7 separate regions of the Mus musculus genome follow, and all the other regions are linked to region 2. A link is a contact called in public ChIA-PET, HiCAR-type, HiChIP or PLAC-seq and promoter capture Hi-C data. All regions are on one chromosome and are shown on one strand. The core of a region is the stretch at or near the end of the contact, and the rest is flanking DNA. Distances in the headings are between cores, read along the strand shown.

Region 1 (2,787 bases), core at 62-2,561, 600 kb before region 2:
TGTTGGTGAAACGCAGAGGTTCATGGTGCTGTCCAAGGGCTGTATCTCTGGAGTATTCTCCTGGCCCCTTGCCTGATGTTGACTTTAAAGGCAAGGACACTGAATTCATAGAATGAACAGTGGGGTTGCTTCTTTCTATATGGGAAGTACAAATACTTAAAGTCATGGATAGACCTTAAGAATTAAGTATAGACCTATAGTCCCTTTTTTAGTGATTATAAAAGTATAATAAACATTGTTAAAACACCCATATTATGGCCTGGAGTGATGACACACACCTTTAATCCCAGCACTTGAGAGGCAGGGGTAGGCAGATCTCTTGAGTTTGAGGCCATTTTGGTCTACACAGTAGTCAAGACAGCCAGTGTTTGTTACACAGAAAAAAATAAACAACAAGACCACAAAACAAAAACAAATAAAAATACTCATATTATAAAGGGGAAGGGGAGAAATTACATTTATATTATTACCAAAGAGAAGATATTACCATATATGTTTTGGCATACTTCCTTCTGGGATTTCTGGGCAATCTCTGTGACATGTCCCAGCTACTTTTTAAAAGATGTTTTGATTTATTTATTTTATTACCTGTGTGTCTCTCTCTCTCTTTCTCTCTCTCTCTCTCTCTCTCTCTCTCTCTCTCTCTCTGTGTGTGTGTGTGTGTGTGTGTGTGTGTGTATGTGTCCCACAGAACGCATGCAATACATGTAGAGGTCAGAAGACAACTTGTAAGACGTCTGTCCCCCCAGCCCCATCATGTGGGTCCTGGGGACTGAACTCAGGTCATAAAGCTTGGTAGAAATCACTTGAACTAGCTGGACTGAATTGCCAGCCCTATCAAAGTAGCTTCCCTTTATCTCCCGCACGAGCGAGCAGACAAGTGTGATCACATGTATAACACTTTACCACTCCTTCACTGCTTCATTAGTATTCTATAAAACAAACTTGCCTCAAAACAGGAGTTCGTATAGCTGATTTGTTAAAAATCAATCCACATTAAATTCAGTTTAGGAGTCGAGAGTGATGGCTATAATCCTAGTACTGTGGAGAATGAAGCAGAAGGATCACAAACTTGAAGCCACTTTGGGCTATGGAATGAAACCTTGTCTTATAGAAAACTAAACTAAATGAAACTAAATTAAAATGCAAAACATTTTTTTAAAAAATCCCTTTAGGTAAAATTTTTACAATATTTCTGGCGAATAAGGTTAATGTTTAAAAATTTGACATGTTAATATTAATATGTTTTCACTTCCTGTTATGTTTCAGACACCTGTCACCTCTGTTGTTCCTTCATGTTAGTCCCCACACAGCTGCTGTGACCAAACATTGAAATATATGGGTCATACCAAACCTCTGGTAGACTCTCTCGTGAGCTGATATCGAATGCAAGGCCATACATAGCGCCTGAAGAAGGCTCCAGTGTCCTTGTGCTCACCAAACTGTGTTTTCTTTCTTCCAGCCTCCACTGAGAGCATTGGGCTGCTTGTCTGGATTGATACTGGAAATTGCCATAGGAGCTCAGAACTAGGTCTCAGACAGCACTTATCTTCAAATGGTCTCAGACATTCAGTTAGCAGCAAAAATGCAATATTCCTTCTTGAAAAAAAGTTCGTATTTGTGATGAACACTTCAAATCAAAATGATAGAATTATGTTCTCCATCGAATAAACATACCTGGAGAAACCAGCTAAATCCAACTCCATAGTGTGTTTCCCAGACTGAGAGCTTTTAGGTCAAGTCCTAGGTCTTAGCTATCACAGGCTGTGGGAGTGGCATGCCAGGCTCTGGCAGGGTGCTCTCGGCAGTCCTGCATACGACATAGAAGCCAGAACGGACATTGAGAGCCCTCAGTAGTGGAAAGCCCAGCACTCATGCCACCAAGGGTCTTGTAGGTTTGGGCTTGCTTGGAGATTGACTGAAAACAAGTCCTGTGGGTGGTGACATTCTACTTCAAGTTTAGGGACATAAACTTCACTTGAGTCCCTGTCCCTAGAAACCTCCAAGTTGAGAGCATTCCATGGTCCTGAGGAAAAATATGATTAAATGAATATTTTAAGAAGATCCCACTGGCTATGTTGGAGAGGTTAATTTAAAAGAGTTGGGGCTGTATATAAAGGAGTAGCCATGAGACCTCAAGATGGTTCAGATGAGTAATCACATGATTGAAGGACTTGGTATGCCAGAAGAGATGACATTCCACATTAAACAGACCTTTTCAGGAGTTAAGATATTATTATGACTATTTCATTTTTATTAAATAACATTTTATCACATCATTTTCTGTTTCTCTGAAGGCCTAGATGGTGTGCTTATTGTATTGTTCTCATATCCACTGGCACATGTTCTGACAGACTATTTTAATGTACCTAGTATATTTATTCAAATATGTGACCTTACATTGTCTTTTTCTTAAAAGCAGAAAATTCTAATGATGGTGAATGCAAATAATTCCATCACGTCAGAGTCTGAGGAGAGAGGAATGCTGAATTCAAGGCCAGTCTCTACATAGTAAGTTCTAGTCCAGCCAGGGCTACATAGAAAAATCCTGTCTCAAAGAAACAAAAGCAAGCAAATAAACCAAATATTAAATCCTACTTAGAGAACAAAAGGGGAGCAAAGTTATGTAGATGAAAGATTTCTAATCTTCAAGTTGAATAGGCCCAACATATGTTTATGATTCTTCAAGGGACCCGTGCAGCTTATATACCTTGTGTCAGTGGTGCAGATCTTGTGGAGTCAGAATTCTTTGTGTCAAGAAATTCCTCTTCCCTCTAGGAAACATGT
Region 2 (2,701 bases), core at 99-2,598:
CAAACTCTTATTCCAAGTACTCACATCTGTAGCACCAAGGGTGAGACATTTGCTGTGTACCTTTTTCAGAAATGCAGAAAACTGAAGTCTAACCTGAATCATATGTACTGAATCTGAACCTGCACAAGGTCACCAAGATTTATCCTGACGTCAAAGTCTGAGAAATGCTGGGCTATTAGCATAATTAATTCGTTAATTAATCAAGACAAATAACAAGCCTTAGCTGGTAACTCCAAGTCTGCAGAATGTCTTCATAACATTTTGCTTGGAAGACTCAGAGAATGTCATGCCAGTATCTCTCTCTACGGTATAGAGCTTGCATTCTAGGAAGCAGAGAAAATCAAATCAATATGCATATTGTAGGAGGGGGTGCAAATGTGTTATTAAAAATAAAGTGGAGTAAAGAGAAGGGGAGAGTGGGTTGCATTCAAATTCCTTGCAGACATGGTGATAAAAGAGAGCTGAGGCGAGTGAGGCAGCACAAGAGTGTTGTCTATAGTAAGTGCAAGGTCACTAAAGTGAATTTAGGGGAATGAGAGAGATTTAAACTAACCGGTGCGGTCAGAGAGGCAAGAGGGACGATCTCTTGATGAAAGACTACTTAGTGATCCGCCCTTTGACATTTCATCATTAAAATGGGCATGTGCTTTTTGTGGTGGTAGTTTGTTTTTGCTAAGAATAAAGTGCTAGCCAAGCACATTGGATTTGCGTTGTGGGAGTCTGAACAAACTGTCTTGAAAACCAGAAGTTTAAGTTCCGCGGACAAAACTGGTGGGAACTGGAGAAGGATTTTTGTAACTTCTCTAACACCTCAGGCTCCAACACGCCTCATGCTGAGGGATGAGATAAGCATGGTGTCTGGTTGTGGACTGAGGCAAAAATCTCCAACCCCAGGTTACTACATAACCAGAATGAGGAACTGAGGAAGGTAGTGTCAGGCTGAAGAAGGTAAGGTTCCGGTCAGAGTTTCAAACGTATCCACAGTCCAGGTCCTGAATACAGAGAAGAGCCCACAGTTTCAAACCTCAGGCTAGTCCACCCCTTCTCCAACTTAGTGAAACTTCTCCGCCCACGCAGCGCACTGCCTGGCTCCCCAGTCCAGACCTCGCCTATAACCATGTCCTAGTCCACTTTAGACCCGCCAAGACACGCCTCCTTGTATAGACCCCGCCTCACATCCCACCTCTACTCCCAACCTCCAATCAACTCTAAGAGATTGCGTATTGGTCCCGCCTCTCTGGCTAGACCCCCGCCCTGAGTCCGCCCCTGAAGAGCTGCCTTTTAACCCTTTGCCCCGTGAGGCTCCGCCTCCCACTTAAGCCACGCCCCTCAGTCCCAGGCTGGTCTCTCAAGCTTTGGTTTTGGCCCCACCCAGCTCCCCGGCAGGCCGCTTGCGGACTTGGCGACTAGTCTGCGGCGGACGTGACGCCAAGGCCAGGCCACGGGCAGCGCGGGTCCCCTGTCAGAGGTGTCCCTCGCGCAGGAATGGGCCCGCAGGCGGCAGCTGGCAGGATGATTCTGCTGGTGGTCCTGATGCTGTCTGCGAAGGTCGGGAGTGGAGCTTTGACGAGCACTGAGGATCCTGAGCCTCCCTCGGGTAATCTCTCCGAGCCGCTGCGGGCTGGGGCGGGAGGCCAGGCCGGAGGCGCCGGGCTGGGAAGTCCCTGCGTTCCTGCTGCGCCGCCCTGGGCAAGGCAGCCCCAAGGGGCCCCGGGGGCTCCGCGGTTTACACGCCGCTTTCGCCTCTTCTTTGCCGACACAACACAAATCTGTGGTCTGTTTTACAGTTAGTTTCCACGGCAGCGTTTGGCATTGTGTGTATGACTTACAGACTTTATTTTCAATCTGTAGTCGGAATCCTCTGAAGGAAAAGGGGTGCCAACGGATACTAAGAGATTCTGATTTGTTTGTTAGTCTGGCGTTTAAGTGTTGAGATGCAAGGGTTCTTCTCGTAGCTTAAATCCTCAGAGCCTTTGATTTCAAATGATTATATATTCCCAGGACATATATGCTGGGAATAGTTCCTCTTTATGATTAGAGCTCTAGAGACAGCAATAAAACTTTTCATGCCCTTCCAGTCCCTAATCGTAAGTATCTGAGAAGTTCCCAATCTCCAGCTGCTGGAAGGCATGGGGAGACCTCTTTAACTCTCAGGCGAGTTCCAGCTCTGAACCCCTCCTATGGTTTCCAGGAGCTTCAGTTAGGCGTGCAGATTCCAATCCTGCCTTGACCTGATTTTCACAGTAGCTAGGATGTAACCACCTAGATGTCAGATGAAGGAAATGAGGTGCATGTTCAAACTGAAGTTCCACTGAGCTATAGAGAAAAATGAAATCATAATTGCAGAACAGTGGAATCAGAAAAAGTGTTAGTTGTGTTACACAGCCAGATTAAAAAAGACAATTACCATGTTTTCTTATGATAAATCAACCCCAGAGAAGTGTGTGTAGGAAATCATGAGAGGGGAGGAAGAGATCTTGAGGAAGAAGAGTTTAAAACAAGCAAAAGCAGGGTAATAAAACTCATGGGACATTAATGTAGAAGAGAGGACTCTTGGGGGAGGCAGGTGACCAGAAACAGAGAGCCAGGAGCAACTAAGGAATGAATCAGAAGCAATAATGGTATGTATGCAATATGTATGAAAATGTCTTATTAAAATCTTGTGCTTTCATAATTTAAAATTTTAAATTAAATATAGGAT
Region 3 (2,700 bases), core at 150-2,649, 530 kb after region 2:
AGTTAGAAAATGCAGTATGAACTAGAAATTAGCTTAATAAAAATTCTTGAAGTTTAATGAGGATTAGGTTTTCTTTACAGGCTCAGTGTGCCTTGCTCACATTAAAATAAAATAAAATAAAATAAAATAAAATAAAATAAAAATCACTTTGAAAGAGAGGTCTATTTAAATATGTGAACGTTTCCTTGGTTTGTTTTTTATAACTGATTACCCAGTTGTTGTTAAGGTGGGGTTCCAATGGTGGTGTCTAACCTGGCCCCTTTTACGACAGGGAGTTGACTTTAAAGGCCATGGAAGGGCCAGGCACACCTTTTGATAGATACACACAGCCAGGAGAGAGGTAGCCGGCTGGTACCCAGCTGAGCCTGGCCTAGAGAACCATGGTGTGTGAGTCCGGAAGACAGAAAGCTCCACGGTTCCTTCCATCTTTGCTCTTGCTTGGCTGCTGCTGTTCGTCTTGTGCTGCTCGTCTCTGCTCTATCTTCTTCTCTTTCCATTGTCATTCTCGACTCCCCTGCATCTACTCCCGTGTCCTTGGGTGCACCCCGACCCTGGGTTGTGACCTTTCTGCAGGCAGACTCGGAGATTAAGATTCCATGGCTCCGTGCCCCTCTCTCACCTTAGTGTCCAATTAAAATTCCCAACAGCAGGATTCTCACCGCCTCAACCTATCCCCATCTGGGCACAGCCCAAATGTGCCCTGGCTACCGACCAGCGTGGGCGTACGGCTGTTTCTCCAAAGACTGGTTACTTCTGGCAGCAGTGATGGCTACTAAGGGGAGCCACAGGGTTCAAAGCATGTTGGGGAAGGCCTCTCGGAGCAAAGGTCTTCTGAGAAAAGACTGAGAAGGGGGAGCTCGCGTGGAGTACAGAGTGACTGAGGCCCTGTCGGGTTTTATTTTCAGGGTGCTGAAGAGCCTAAACTAAAGTGGGAACACATCACAACCCTCATCTCGAGCCTCAGAGAGTTTGTGAGGTCCACTGACCGAAAAATCATAGCCACTACACTGTCCAAGCTCAAGCTGGAGCTGGACTTCGACAGCCACGGCATCAGCCAGGTGCAGGTGGTCCTCTTTGGCTTCCAGGATGCGGTAAGTGCACGGGCCGCCATTTCCCCACAAACTCTGCTCAGGGTCGGTTGGTTATAGAAATGGGATACAGTTCAAATTCTGTTCCCTCTCATTTACTCGGTAAACTGCATTCTCTTCGGATGACAGATGTGAGGTATTTATTGAGTTCCCTCAAAGATAAGAGACTCACACAGCTGAACCACCATGGGAAACAGCAAGGCTTACAGACATTCATTCCCAAGACTGGGTTTCTCCTTAGGATCATGTGTGGGCCTCTAAAGCATAGTGCACATTAGTCGTGTTTTGTAATGCTGAACAAGAAGTGCCATCTAGTGGCCACTGAGAGAAATGCACTGTTACACCTGGGAATGCTCAGTGTTGAAATGCTCTCTCTCCCCTCAGCCCCCAAGGCTTTTCTCTGGTTTCCATATAGGACATTCTTAACAAGTTCATTTCGTAAATATCCACTATTTTCCCACCATAAATATAGTTTGGAAAACAGGCAGTTGGTGAGTGGAAACTACTCGTGATCTAATGAGAGATCACTGACAGTCTTATGCAAGACAAACCAGAAGTTATTCTGCAAGTCTGATTCAAAATAGACCTTTGTAAGCCACTGTCAGACACACAAGGTATGGGAGGCAGGAAAAAATATCTGGTGGTGCCTGTATGCAAATATAAAATTGCACTGTGTGGTTTTATTTAAATGTTTAATATTAACTTGTAATGTATTACTCCTGTGTTAGGTAGTTTCTTGACATTTGTATTTGAAACAAGAAACAATCCTCCATTCCAAACTGAATCTTCATCCTTCCACAGTCACTGGTGTTCTGAGTGGAAACGACTTGGTGTTTCTGCTGTGTGAAGAACAGGAACAAGATTCTCCTGACTGGACCGAGGTCCTAGAGAATCCAAGCAGGGCCTGTCACTAATATTAAATGCTAAGGCATGCTTACACTGCAACTATGGCAACCCAGCCATCTACCATCCAGTGCAACGATGTAGCTGATTTGTGCCTGCCCACACATTGGCTTCTGGGCAGGAGGTTGGGGAGAATTCAGAGTGAGAGCTAGTTAGCTGTAATCCTGAGCCTTGGGCCCAGGTCAGACATAGTCATGCAACTCGCTCAACCCAGTTTCACTCCTGGCCTGTCAAGTGCTCTTGTTGGGTAATACGCTGTGTAATGCGGCAGTGAGCAATACGCTGTGTGATGAGGGGATGTGCAGGGGGGCCATGGCTATGAAGGATTCACACTTGAAATACTCCCATGTTCTAAGTGATAGCCTGGTTAGACACATAAGCAGGCAGATCCATTTAAGAAATGGAGGTACTGCAAGCTCACTCTGAAAGAATCCCCTGGAGCAAGTGAGGTCCAAGAAGTAGTTCATTTCCTTGGGAGCAACTGCTATGCGAAAGGCCTCAGGCCGGCTCTCTCCTAAACCGGGTCGTTTGGATGAGGCTGGACCAATGGAAAGACTGAGCTGCTGTCATTCTGACTCTTGGCACGAGTTTGGAGCTCAGCCACCATTTTCCAGCTTCCACCTGGTTCTCTAACCGCAGCCCTGCTTACATAGGTGACATTGTGAACCGGGAAGAGTGACCCAATCCAGATGTTAAGGGAATTCTGTCC
Region 4 (2,700 bases), core at 135-2,634, 750 kb before region 2:
ATTACTATAGTCTCTTTCAGAGATTCTGAACAGTCAAAATTACCTTTGACCAGATTGATATTAAGGAGTCCCTCTCCACAAAACTGTGGAAATTGTATCACAAGAATGAGGACATAATATAAACATATATATATATGCGTGTGTGTGTGTGTATTCCAAAATTATTCATTAAGACACCAGTGGAAACTCATTTGATTGGTAAAAATACGACTTTTCCACACAGGACATAGCTAGCTAAAATATTTTCATTACGTTTGAAAGCCTTTAGGTCCTAACGTTTAGGGCATACGCACCGCACTTGTCCTGTGGGCAATGAACCTTGCTCAACGTGTATGTGCCTCTGCGGTTTTCAGGACTGAAATGCTTACTGGTTTCTGCTAAGTGAAGGCTGGGTAGTGATATTCTTTGGACTCTGAGACAGATCTTCTCAGTGTTCTTAGTCTATGCGTCCTAGTAACTACTTCTGTTGCGAGCGTCTTGTGTAAGAAGGAAATACCACTGAGTGCTTTCCATATCTTTAAACTGACATGAGGTGTCAGAAGATTTCGGGGCACGGGGTAAAAAGTGAATGCTCTGGTTGATCTCTCCCTGGCCACCATTGACCTGGCACTGGGAATTTGTTTCTCTCAGCGCCACTCCTGGCTGATGCCCCACCCTCCCTGCTACAAGTGAAGATTCTTAGGGACAGAAGCTAGCTCAGGATTTGGGGAGGATTTCAGTTGCTTGTGCATGCTGACACGTGCTTATATTTGAAAAAACAAAAACTGTGTAAAGTAGATAGAAAGGGTAGATGTGTGGGGAACACACTAACTGGGGCAAAGGGAACTGAAGTTATCAACACCAAAGCTACCCGGATTAAGAGACAGCCTCCGCAACCTAGAGTGAGCCACTGGGACCTGCTGGTCACCCAGCCTGAACCACCAGAGCACAGAACATTTGCGTGTCTATGGCAGCAAGAGCCAAGGTCCAAAGGTAGATCCGGGCAGGAAGTGTAGGATCTGCCTGTGGAAGCCAGGGACAGACGCTCCCAGGTTTGAACCCACAAGTCCTTACATTTTAGGGCCCATCATTTATTTCACAGGCTATTGGGATGTCCTGGGCACGGTGCTTGGAGCTCAAGTGTAGCCTTAGCCATGCTCCTTACACTGTGTTAATTTAGGGCAGAGCACAGGCTGGCGCTGGAGTGTCCACAGGTGTGTGCGCTGGGCTGGCGGCAATCTGGTGGGACTGCAGGCGGCTGGAGGCACAGGCACGCCCACCCTGGCGACGAGCCCGGGGCGAGCCTGAGCTCTGCCGCCCGGGTGACCCAGCAGGTCGGGGCGGTGCGCTCTGAGTCACCGGAATCAAGGTGTGGCTGGAGCGCCGCTCCCCCGCCGCCAGCCCGGGGGCCGCGTCTTCGGGGGAGCCGCCTCTTCCTTTAGTCGCGGTGTCAGCGCTCGCAGGACCACTCTTGGCCGCTGCTCCTGCCCGGCGTTCCTCCGCTCCGCGCCCGCCGCCACCGACGACATGCTGCGCTGCGGCCTGGCCTGCGAGCGCTGCAGGTGGATCCTGCCCCTGCTGCTGCTCAGCGCCATCGCCTTCGACATCATCGCGCTGGCCGGCCGCGGCTGGCTGCAGTCTAGCAACCACATCCAGACATCGTCGCTTTGGTGGAGGTGTTTCGACGAGGGCGGCGGCAGCGGCTCCTACGACGATGGCTGCCAGAGCCTCATGGAGTACGGTGAGTGGCCGCCGCCTCCGGGAAGCCCTTGGGGGCCTGAGCTGTGGTAGCAGCTGGAGCTGATCTTTAAAAGGTCAGGGGTAGTGGGTGTTTCAAAGTCCGCTTAGAGTTCAAACTTCAGAAGCAGCAGTTTTGGGTGACCCGAATCAGGCTCAACCCTGAAAGACTCCAACTCATTTAAAAGTAAAGTTTCTCAGTTACCAGTGCAAACTGATGCCAGTCATTGCAAAGTACGTATAAAAATAAATAATATGCCAGGGTGAATTCATTTCATTTCATCTAACTTAAACTTTTTTTTTTTAATCTTATGAGAAAGTCCTTTCAGGCCAAGTAGGAGCAGTTATGATTTAGATAGATATTTCAGTATCTTAGCTGTGGAGCTGTTTCATGTTCATTCTTGTTCTGGGGAGTGGCCTTCGTTGAAAAGTGAATGTTAAGGAAGTTTATCTGAGTCTGATTTAAAATCGGAGAAGTAAACACTTCACTGAAGTTGAGTTGCCACTTTTAACACATCGCAGGGAAACTCTGTACACATCGCAGGGGAACTCTGTTTGCCTCTGCCAGGGAAAGGCCCCAAGTACTTGATTTACAAGTTAGTAGTAGTCTTTGAAAAAACAAAACCAAGAAAAGCCTTTTCTCCCTCAAGCAAGTGTCCCTCCTGTTTAGGATGGAGACAGTAGTGACCAGCAGTGTGTAGGGAGCAGTGTGCAGGCTTTACGGGTCAGTTTGCCCCCTTTAAAGGAAGCAAGTTACTTTTTTTGTTTTCATTCATTTTCTAGATTAACCATAACTTGATTCTTTTCCTAAAGCACCCAGGACTTCTGCCAGACGCTGTTTGGTTTGGGTTCTGGCCCTTATCAGCTTTTTCTCCCTGGAAGAACTTCCTCAGACAGGGAGGCAGGCAATAAAAGGAGAAGACTACAGATATTCCTGCTTGTTTTAAAAGGCCTTTGCTCTACCTAAAAACAGGCATAAATGCT
Region 5 (2,700 bases), core at 145-2,644, 850 kb before region 2:
ATTTAACATTACACTAAAATGGCCAAACACTAGTTCTACCTACAAGATAAACTCCCTGGGCAATAATTGAGACAATTTAGGGCTATGCAGAGATTAAACAAAGGATGGTGCTGCTACAATTGTCTACACACAGAGACACAGACACACATGTGTGCACAAACATGTGAATTAGGACCTTCTGTCAGAACAGCATGACCTAAAACACTATGAGAATTCTGTCTTTAGTTGGACCTACGGCTAACGGCATTTCTGTGCCTTATTTTCCAGGTTGCACACAGCACAGAATCATGACAATCACCGATTGGTTTTTATTTCAAGGGAAGGGGTTCCTGGGTTTTTGTTGTTGTTGTTGTTTTTAATTAGCTGGTTACAGAGGCATATCACGCAGGCTCTGGTAAAGCAAGGGGCTTAGTGGGCTGTCTATATAGTACAGTTCACTCCACCCCCCCCACCCCCCCCACCCCCCATTCTCAGCGCCTTGGTCTTGCCTAATTGACATGTCATTCCGTTTGTTTTCCGATTTTGAGAACTGCAGCCTACAGGATGGGAAATGCTCATTTGCTACCAGGAACTTATCTCAATTTTAGCACAGCTCACACAACTAAAAGCCCACCTGTCTGAGGGCAAGTCAATAACCGAACTGCAAGAGAAACACAATTCCTTCAGTCTGTTATGTTCCATGCACAATAGCCATAAAAGCGAATATTTAGCAAGGTGGCTTCTATCAGCAAAATCAAATTAAACAAGCCTTCCTTCCTGGTTCCACTCACCAGTGTTTGAGAAGAGGGCTGTTGCTTTAATTAACTTCCTTTTTTCTTCCATACCCCTGGAAACCAGGGCCCTGATTTCATACAAGCTGGAGGTCCTAACTTGGCTATTGGGGGGGGGGGGGGGAGAGGAACCCTTGTCTATGGGCTCTAGGGACCAGGAATGAGGTTACCTCACAGCAAAGGCAACGGTTCCCATAGAGGTTTGGGAAGCGGTAAGGGAACCAGATGGAGACAGCTGGATGCCCACGCTGAGCCAAGATTTTCATACCCCGCATTAAGTATCCGAGGCAACATTCATAACCCATAGTCGGTGGCAGTCCCTCCTGCCCAGGGGCCCGAGGAGCCTGTGATCCGGGAGCAGGTGTCCCTGCGCAGCCCCTCGGCTCCCGCGCATCGCCCTCACTTACCCAGGGCCCAGGTGCAGCTCTCTTTGATGGCTTTGTATTTGCTCCCGGACGCATCTCTCTGCAGCTTCCTCAGGATCTCTTCCATCTTGGCCTTCCTAGAGCCAGGCCACCGACCCCGAGATCGCGCAGGGGACGCGCCTAGGAGGCCTCGGCACTCGTCCCCATGGCTCTCGGCGGCCGCTGATGAATCACACCCGCTCCGCGCCACAGGCCACGTCAGCCCCGCCGCCACGCCTGTTGCCACGCCCGCCGGGTCAGGTGCGCTCACCAGCAGGGGAACCCGGGAGGCCCCGGCCGTCTACCTAACGTCCAAGAGGACCTGGGGTACCAAGCTTCATCCAAAGGTGGGGATCTGTGGCTGGCTGCCGGCCAGTCTCTGCCCTAGGGAAATCACCGAGATCCACGGGCGGAAGGCAGGGAGGGGCCTGGTCGCTTGTGCCAATCACCTGCTGGGCCGGCGCATCAGGCATCTCTGAGACCTGCTACACTAGGGGGTAGATAGTAATAAATAGTAAATAGTAAACAGCTGGTCCCCTCCCTGTGTAAGGTTGGAGCCATCCAGCGAGAACTACGTCATATGCCTGCCTGCTGGGAGCTTACAATGTATTACACGCATACATTAGACTCTAATACAGTTCTCTCTAATAATTAGAGAATTCGATGTGAAAATTAAACCAGAAAAGATTTAGAAGATTAAAATGAATACGCTTCCCTTAGTACATTGAGATTTCTACCAAACCAGCTAAGGCAGAAATTGAAAAAAGAAAAAAAAATCAATAGATTTAACTGACAACTTAAAATCTATAAATAGACCAGTAGTCAACCTGTGGGACTGCCCTGTATGTTAGAAATTAATGGCCCAGTATATACACAAGGAAATTAGACCTCAGCTACTTCCCAGCCAACAAGAATGTATTCCACACAGCCCAAATCCAAAGATGTTTTTTAAAACCTTCAGTACCAGCAGGTGAAGATAGGAAAGTTAGAAGTTCAAGGTCATCCTTGCCTATACAGTCAGTGTGAGATGGGCTTGAGGGACACGAGACTGTCAAAGTAATAATAGTAATAATAATAATAATAATAAAAGAATCTCTTCCCTTCCTTCCTTTACCTCGTGTACTGGTTGTTTCCCTCTGAAGAGACACACTGGCACAGACAGTTGATGTTAGCTTTTGATAGGCAGGGAAGCCAGGGGGACTAAACTAGGAGGGGGGAGTGAGTAAGCCTCTGCTATTTGAGTGACTTCTGGTGCTTCCTTTGCCAGCTGTTACAGGCAAGAGTCCTGACTGGAAAGCAATGACCTTGTTCTGAGAGCTGTGACAGGTAGTGAGGGTGGACTTAGAAGCGAATTTTTGTTCTTTGTATTTTAATTTTTCCCCCCAAAACCAGCATCTCATTTAGTAGCTCTGGCTGTCTTGGAACTTGCTCTGTAGACCAGGCTGACTGGATTTACAGAGACCTCTGCTCTGCTTCCTGAGTGCAGGGTTTCAAGACGTGTGCCACCACACCCAGCACAAATTCAG
Region 6 (2,729 bases), core at 153-2,652, 670 kb before region 2:
CATTCACAGAGAACTATGTCACCATAGGAACCTCGGTCATCACAGCTCACACTTCACAGGGCCCTCTGCTGCCATAGTTCACTGCTCATAGGGACCTCAGTCACGATAGCTTACTGTTCACAAGGGCCTTGGTCACTATAGTTCACTGTCTGTGGGGACCTCAGTCATTGTAGTTCAGTGTTCATAGGGATTTCGGTCACCATAGCTCACTCTTCACAGGGCTTTTTGTTGAGATTCTCCTTTAGGCTACAACATCCTGTTCTTGGATGACCTAAAGCCACCGTCTTAGAGGATTTGCCATTCAGTTTTCAATCAAAGCAATTCTGTAAATTCACACTAAAAACGAAGCAAAGGAAGTAGAGGCTACACTTGAGTGAAAGCCCTGTCCATCTGATGCCATCTCCAGAGACAGCATCTCCTCTCCACTTCTCGCACTCCAGTCAGTCTCTAGCCCCTTGTTAGAACAACTGGATCTACTTTCTGGGGTGAGGCAGAGACAGACAGACAGGTAAATAAAAATGCAGAGACACACACAGTGTCTCTGGAGGGAGAGGATGAAAAAAAGGGAGAGGGAGAACCTGGTGTACGGTTGTACCAAATAAGAGGAAAAGGAAGACAGGATGGAGGAGGATTTAAAAAGGATTAAGAGACACAGTGGATTTGCTGATGGGTTGTGGAATGAAAAATGGTTTTCAAGGTCCTCTGAGTTGCTTTGGGGAGTAGTATCATTGTTCATAGTCTCTCTCCCTCCCTCTCTCCCTCCCTCCCTCCCTCCCTCCCTCCCTCCCTCCCTCCCTCCCTCCCTCTCCCTCCTTTCTCCCTCTCTGTCTTTCTCTCCCCCTCTTTGTCTCTGTCTCTATCTGTCTTTCTCTCTCTCTCTCTGTGGGAAAAGTTCCTTGCTATAGAAAAAATATGTATCTGTACCATTATATCAAGTATATTTTACTTTTACCTTTAAAATCTCTCTCTGAGGGTTAGGGGTATAGTATAGTGGTACAGTGTTCATCCAATCACCAGCATTGCCAACAGCCAGTTCCATGCCCCCTTTTGCTAGTCCAGTAAATTTAAAATTAATCAGGGCGAGCTGAAAGGGAGATTCAGGAATCCACAAATCCTATGGAAGAGTTTACAGGCTGTGAACTTACAACAAAGATTTGTTTTAGGCTCAGATTTTTCTGTATTCAATTTGGGAACAAACTATTCCATCTGCCTGAGAGAAATAAAAATCTTAAGGGGAAGGAGTAGCTTTGAACACTGGGACTTTAACCATGAAGAGAGACAATATCAATTATTGCTCGCCTATAGTCAAGCAGGACCCAGTTCACTGTCAGACACTTGAAACAGTCTGAACCCAGCTATTTGGTTGAGTATATAAATTGACCACCAGATGGCAGCATATGATTTTTAAAAGAAACACTACTCCCCTCCCCCCACCTTCCAGCCCCTGCACACCACCCCCACACCTCCAAAGTGTACACAGAGAGGTAGACATCACCCATAGTGAACATTTTTCTTCTTGTTCCTAAAATTGGAATGAAATGAGGAATAACACAGAGAAGTAAGAAACAGAAGGAAAGAAGTAAGCTGAAGGAAACGTGGGAGGGAGAAGATTTAAAAAGAAACTAAAAGAAAAAAGAAAAAAAAGAAGCATATCCAACTAGATGACAGTTCATCACAAACGACAACGGGCGGGCTGCTGATGTAGGAAAGTTCCGAGGGAGGAAACGGTGCTATAACCACAGGCATTCACAGCCTACATGTGTGAGTGAGTACAAGATAGACTCTTGACCTTCTTCTAAAAGCAGCTGTCTCCTTGGGAAACTACAAGAATGAGTTTACATTTTCAACATGTTTTCTTTTCTTTAAGGCTCGAGTTACCTGAATTCTCCATTTGTATTTGAAACTTATTTTAATCAGTGTTCTTCAAGGAGGTCATGCACACTGGATTCCATGGTTGGACATGCAAGTAAGGGAAGTGACTCAAGACAGCAGAAAGTATTCAGACACATACCAACAGGGATGCATCCATGTAATAAAGAGGAAAGACACACACCAACAGGGATGCATCCATGTAATAAAGAGGAAAGACACACACCAACAGGGATGCATCCATGTAATAAAGAGGAAAGACACACACCAACAGGGATGCATCCATGTAATAAAGAGGAAAGACACACACCAACAGGGATGTATCCATGTAATAAAGAGGAAAGACACATACCAACAGTGATGTATCCATGTAATAAAGAGGAAAGACACACACCAACAGGGATGCATCCATGTAATAAAGAGGAAAGACACACACCAACAGGGATGCATCCATGTAATAAAGAGGAAAGGAGAAGGAGCTTTGAGCCAAGAAGCTCATGACCTGAGAGGGATTCTCGGGATCTGTCTCTGACTCTCCACGGACCACAACCACTACCCAAGACCATTCTTCAACTTCTTCAACTACTCTCTCTTTCCTAACTAACTAGTATGTCTCGAGAGTGTAAGATGGGACAGATCTCACATAGTGGTGATAGGCTTGGGCATTGAGGCTTCTTTGAGTAGGGCTTTCTACCTCTACAGTAACGACATCTTGGATTGGATAATTCTTTGTGTACTCTTTCCATTATAGCATAGTTAGTAGCCTTCTGGCTGCCACTTGCTGGATGCCAATAATACACCCCTACCTAGTTTATGGCATCCAAAAGCATCTCTAGACATTGACAAGTGTTGCCTGGGCA
Region 7 (2,700 bases), core at 191-2,690, 550 kb before region 2:
AATCTTTAAACATATGTACATTTTAGCATGATATATATTTAGTCACATGTCTATTACTCCACTTAACTATAATTTCCTTAAAGGTAAGGATTAAGGTTCTGTCTTTTATAAGTCCATGCGTACTACTAGTTCAACAACAGCACAGTGGTACAGGCAAAGCACTTGGCTAGTTATGGAAAGCATACAAATAAAACAATGTGTAAATTTCTTCACGTAGTAAGAAAGTAGTAACCTGGAGTAGTGAATTTACACACGCAGGGCTTTAGTTAGGATCATCAGTGTTTTTCCACAGACCCAGTGTTAGCTGCTTAGTCCCTGAGCAGCACCATTGATCACTGAGCCTCTGTGATGTGACGCGTAGTAGGAAGCCATAAGATCACTGAGGATATAGACCGTGCTCCCCTTTCTCTGCCTTTCCTTTCTGGATGGTGAAGGGAGTGGTTTTGCTCGGTTGTACACTCCAGCCACCACTTGATACTTCCACAGTCCCAAAGCAATAGTGAGAACTAAATGTGGCCAAAGCCACAAAAGCTGTGAGCCAGGACAACTTTTCTCTTTGTGAGTTAATTGCCTCAGGGGTGTCACTAGAGTGAGATCTGACTAATGCAGCCAGGCACCAACATACAGGAATGTCACCCATAATACATGAAAACTTCCACGTGGAAAACAACCTCTTTCAAGGCAGGCATATATCTTCTGAGTCTGTAGGACTGCGAACGTGAGATTTTTTATTTCCTTGGGTATATTCTCTGACTCCAGACATCAGGCATATTCCGTGACTCAAGATTTTGTTTGGTTTTGCTTTTTAGGTTTTCTTGATAAAATCACTTTCTCTTTCCAAAGTTCTAACAGTTCTGACAATGGACATAGCTTTTCACAGAAGCTTAAGCATTTTGACTACCTAGGGTGGCATGGACTAGTGTTCTGGCAGGCATTCAGACTACAAAATTCAGTGGTTTTGCCACCATACATGTATAATGTTATGTAAATGAGACTCCAAGAGGGAAAATGTAGAGAAGTGCAGGACAGGGCTTTGTAGCATGTAATTTTTGCTACCCTGCTTTAAGCTCTGGGTGGACTGTGTTATCAGCCCCACCCAGGTTCTCTTGGATCCTCGGATGAAACACACACACACACACACACACGCTTATTTTTCAACCTGCCTTATTGGCTCAGTTGCTGGGTGCTTCTAATCTCCCATGGCTAGATTGCCTTTTCCAATACTCTTAGCACCCTAAATCTGCCCTCAGCTTTAGTTCCTACCCCAGGCCCAGTTGGGGAAGTAGCTAATGGCCACTTCACCCTAGATCTCACATGGCTGATGGCCTTTTCTCCCTCTGAAGCATGGCAAAATCTCTCTTCCTCTCATTGCATATCTTTAGCTTCTACTGCAGGGGACATGGAAGTCCCGCCTCTTTCCTTCTGCCCAGCAATTGGCCCCTGGCATCTTTATTGATAGATCAAGAACCAATTGGGAAACAGGATTTTACCACCAAGAGCCACTCCCTACAGGACTTAAAGAGAAAATCACTGTGAGAGAACGACATCAATCAGACAAGCTGAGTAGTACACACTGGAACACAGTGAATCAATTAGGTCAGCCTCCTTGATGATACAAATTAGCAAGGCCTGTTTGTGAACAGTAGAGATTGTTAGAATTCTTTCAAATCAGAAAATTGAACTAACTCTTGTAATGCATGCGCTCTCTCTCTGTCTCTGTCTCTGTCTCTCTCGCTCTGTCTCTCTCTCTCTCTCTCTCTCTCTCTCTCTCTCTCTCTCTCTCTCTCTCTCTCTCTCTCTCTCTCTCTCTCTCTCTCTCTCTCTCTCTCTCTCGATAAGGTCTTTTACTGAACTCAGAGCTTACCAACTGGATAGACAGGTCAGGCAGCAAGAGACCTCCTGTCTCTACCAACCAGTTTTCAGATTACAACTGAGGTCCTCATGCTGGTATAACAAACATTTAACAGAGCAAACCATCTGACAAGGCAGATTTTTATTCTTATAAGTAGGCAAGTTTAGGAAATACTAAATGGGTTCATTTTAACTCCTGATATCAAATTTAGTCCTAAAAGTTTCACAAATCCCTCTACTTACAATCCCAGCTTCCCCATACTGATGCCCACAGAGTTTACTCTCTCTTTTTTCACCAATCCTTCTCTCTCAGGATCCCTCTTTTCCTCTACTTCCTTCCCCTCCCCCCCCCTCTTTTCTTTCCTCCTTTCAAATTCCTGCCCCCTCTTTGTCCAGAATTCGCTCAGTTCAGTGTTTTATGAGGAGTCCGGGGAGTCCTGCCCTGCAAGTGGAGGTAAAGGCAGCAGAAGCCACAGGTGCTGCAGGTCACTACTTGATGTCACTCATGAATTTACGAACATACAGAGGTGATTTCGGTATATTACCTAACTATATCACCAGGTGAGTTTGTTTGCTTTTTACATGCTGATCAAATAAAGTCGGATCATAAAGCCGAGCTGTTCAATTCCCTTCAGAAAGTCCCTAGTCCTTCCACTTGGGAATTTTGAATCTGAAAAGTTCGAGCATTTTCTATGTGATTTTCTTTCTAAAAATACAACTTGCGTGAAGCCTGGTACTATTTTCACTTTGTGCACTCAGCATGATAAGCAGCACCTGGGGAAGTGTTGCTTGTATCAACTCTAACCTTAGGCCTCTGTTGCTCTGAGCAGTACTCTTGGCATTTTCAGA

Evidence for each region. Promoter capture Hi-C pulls out the DNA fragments that hold promoters and counts their contacts. ChIA-PET counts read pairs in DNA pulled down with a chosen protein or histone mark. HiCAR-type assays count read pairs that join an accessible place to other places. HiChIP or PLAC-seq counts read pairs in DNA pulled down with a chosen protein or histone mark.
Region 1: a contact with region 2 is called in a promoter capture Hi-C map of 3T3-L1-derived adipocytes, with 5 times the contacts expected there. The contact joins the enhancer-like site here to the promoter of Ifngr1 in region 2. A contact is called at or near these places in 8 of 39 promoter capture datasets (the 3T3-L1 cell line, 3T3-L1-derived adipocytes, the C10 cell line and 3 more), 8 of 484 Hi-C or Micro-C datasets (CD4 T cells, CD8 T cells, the G1E-ER4 cell line and 5 more), 6 of 115 datasets of contacts at active chromatin or transcription factors (bone marrow-derived macrophages, double positive thymocytes, embryonic forebrain and 3 more) and 3 of 9 other capture datasets (embryonic stem cells, liver and macrophages).
Region 3: a contact with region 2 is called in a HiCAR-type map of embryonic stem cells, with 4 times the contacts expected there. The contact joins the enhancer-like site here to the promoter of Ifngr1 in region 2. A contact is called at or near these places in 5 of 39 promoter capture datasets (the 3T3-L1 cell line, embryonic stem cells, hippocampal neurons and 2 more), 3 of 484 Hi-C or Micro-C datasets (embryonic stem cells, myocytes and peritoneal macrophages), 7 of 115 datasets of contacts at active chromatin or transcription factors (astrocytes, double positive thymocytes, embryonic forebrain and 3 more) and 2 of 9 other capture datasets (adipose tissue and embryonic stem cells).
Region 4: a contact with region 2 is called in a promoter capture Hi-C map of hippocampal neurons, with 4 times the contacts expected there. The contact joins the promoter of Perp here to the promoter of Ifngr1 in region 2. A contact is called at or near these places in 5 of 39 promoter capture datasets (embryonic stem cells, hippocampal neurons, liver and 1 more), 1 of 484 Hi-C or Micro-C datasets (cardiomyocytes) and 3 of 115 datasets of contacts at active chromatin or transcription factors (bone marrow-derived macrophages, memory CD8 T cells and stem cell-derived neural progenitor cells).
Region 5: a contact with region 2 is called in a promoter capture Hi-C map of stem cell-derived epiblast-like cells, with 5 times the contacts expected there. The contact joins the promoter of Arfgef3 here to the promoter of Ifngr1 in region 2. A contact is called at or near these places in 2 of 39 promoter capture datasets (hippocampal neurons and stem cell-derived epiblast-like cells) and 1 of 115 datasets of contacts at active chromatin or transcription factors (astrocytes).
Region 6: a contact with region 2 is called in an RNA polymerase II ChIA-PET map of memory CD8 T cells, with 173 read pairs. The contact joins the enhancer-like site here to the promoter of Ifngr1 in region 2. A contact is called at or near these places in 8 of 39 promoter capture datasets (the C10 cell line, HPC-7-derived erythroid cells, embryonic stem cells and 4 more), 7 of 484 Hi-C or Micro-C datasets (B cells, CD4 T cells, the P5424 cell line and 4 more), 12 of 115 datasets of contacts at active chromatin or transcription factors (the 230-238 cell line, acute myeloid leukemia, bone marrow-derived macrophages and 7 more) and 3 of 9 other capture datasets (adipose tissue, embryonic stem cells and macrophages).
Region 7: a contact with region 2 is called in an H3K27ac HiChIP or PLAC-seq map of thymic regulatory T cells, with 5 times the contacts expected there. The contact joins the enhancer-like site here to the promoter of Ifngr1 in region 2. A contact is called at or near these places in 4 of 39 promoter capture datasets (the 3T3-L1 cell line and the C10 cell line), 1 of 484 Hi-C or Micro-C datasets (CD4 T cells) and 2 of 115 datasets of contacts at active chromatin or transcription factors (the NIH/3T3 cell line and thymic regulatory T cells).

The regions. Positions count from the first base shown.
Region 1 is chr10:18,989,895-18,992,681 of GRCm38.p6, forward strand. No RefSeq gene overlaps it. Among named protein-coding and RNA genes, the nearest start is that of Tnfaip3, 24 kb to the right of the region's middle. Within about 2 kb of position 1,312, at least 10 of the 459 cell types and tissues checked have an H3K27ac peak or open chromatin away from gene starts, as enhancers often do. A contact at or near this core is called in double positive thymocytes, where this site is marked.
Region 2 is chr10:19,590,601-19,593,301 of GRCm38.p6, forward strand. It overlaps Ifngr1 (interferon gamma receptor 1), which reads left to right and starts at 1,349. Exons shown (of 7, transcript NM_010511.3): 1 at 1,349-1,597. The coding sequence starts at 1,486.
Region 3 is chr10:20,124,047-20,126,746 of GRCm38.p6, forward strand. It overlaps Map3k5 (mitogen-activated protein kinase kinase kinase 5), which reads left to right. Exons shown (of 30, transcript NM_008580.4): 24 at 906-1,091. Among named protein-coding and RNA genes, the nearest start is that of Map7, 46 kb to the right of the region's middle. Within about 2 kb of position 1,400, at least 27 of the 459 cell types and tissues checked have an H3K27ac peak or open chromatin away from gene starts, as enhancers often do. A contact at or near this core is called in embryonic stem cells and hippocampal neurons, where this site is marked.
Region 4 is chr10:18,843,687-18,846,386 of GRCm38.p6, forward strand. It overlaps Perp (PERP, TP53 apoptosis effector), which reads left to right and starts at 1,385. Exons shown (of 3, transcript NM_022032.4): 1 at 1,385-1,720. The coding sequence starts at 1,507.
Region 5 is chr10:18,742,364-18,745,063 of GRCm38.p6, forward strand. Arfgef3 (ARFGEF family member 3) reads right to left here and starts at 1,395. Exons shown (of 34, transcript NM_001033258.4): 1 at 1,178-1,395. The coding sequence starts at 1,262. It overlaps Gm32926 (predicted gene, 32926), which reads left to right and starts at 1,108. Exons shown (of 5, transcript NR_152783.1): 1 at 1,108-1,521.
Region 6 is chr10:18,915,814-18,918,542 of GRCm38.p6, forward strand. No RefSeq gene overlaps it. Among named protein-coding and RNA genes, the nearest start is that of Perp, 72 kb to the left of the region's middle. Within about 2 kb of position 1,403, at least 53 of the 459 cell types and tissues checked have an H3K27ac peak or open chromatin away from gene starts, as enhancers often do. A contact at or near this core is called in the P5424 cell line, bone marrow-derived macrophages, double positive thymocytes and 5 more, where this site is marked.
Region 7 is chr10:19,042,636-19,045,335 of GRCm38.p6, forward strand. No RefSeq gene overlaps it. Among named protein-coding and RNA genes, the nearest start is that of Gm51814, 19 kb to the right of the region's middle. Within about 2 kb of position 1,441, at least 133 of the 459 cell types and tissues checked have an H3K27ac peak or open chromatin away from gene starts, as enhancers often do. A contact at or near this core is called in the NIH/3T3 cell line and thymic regulatory T cells, where this site is marked.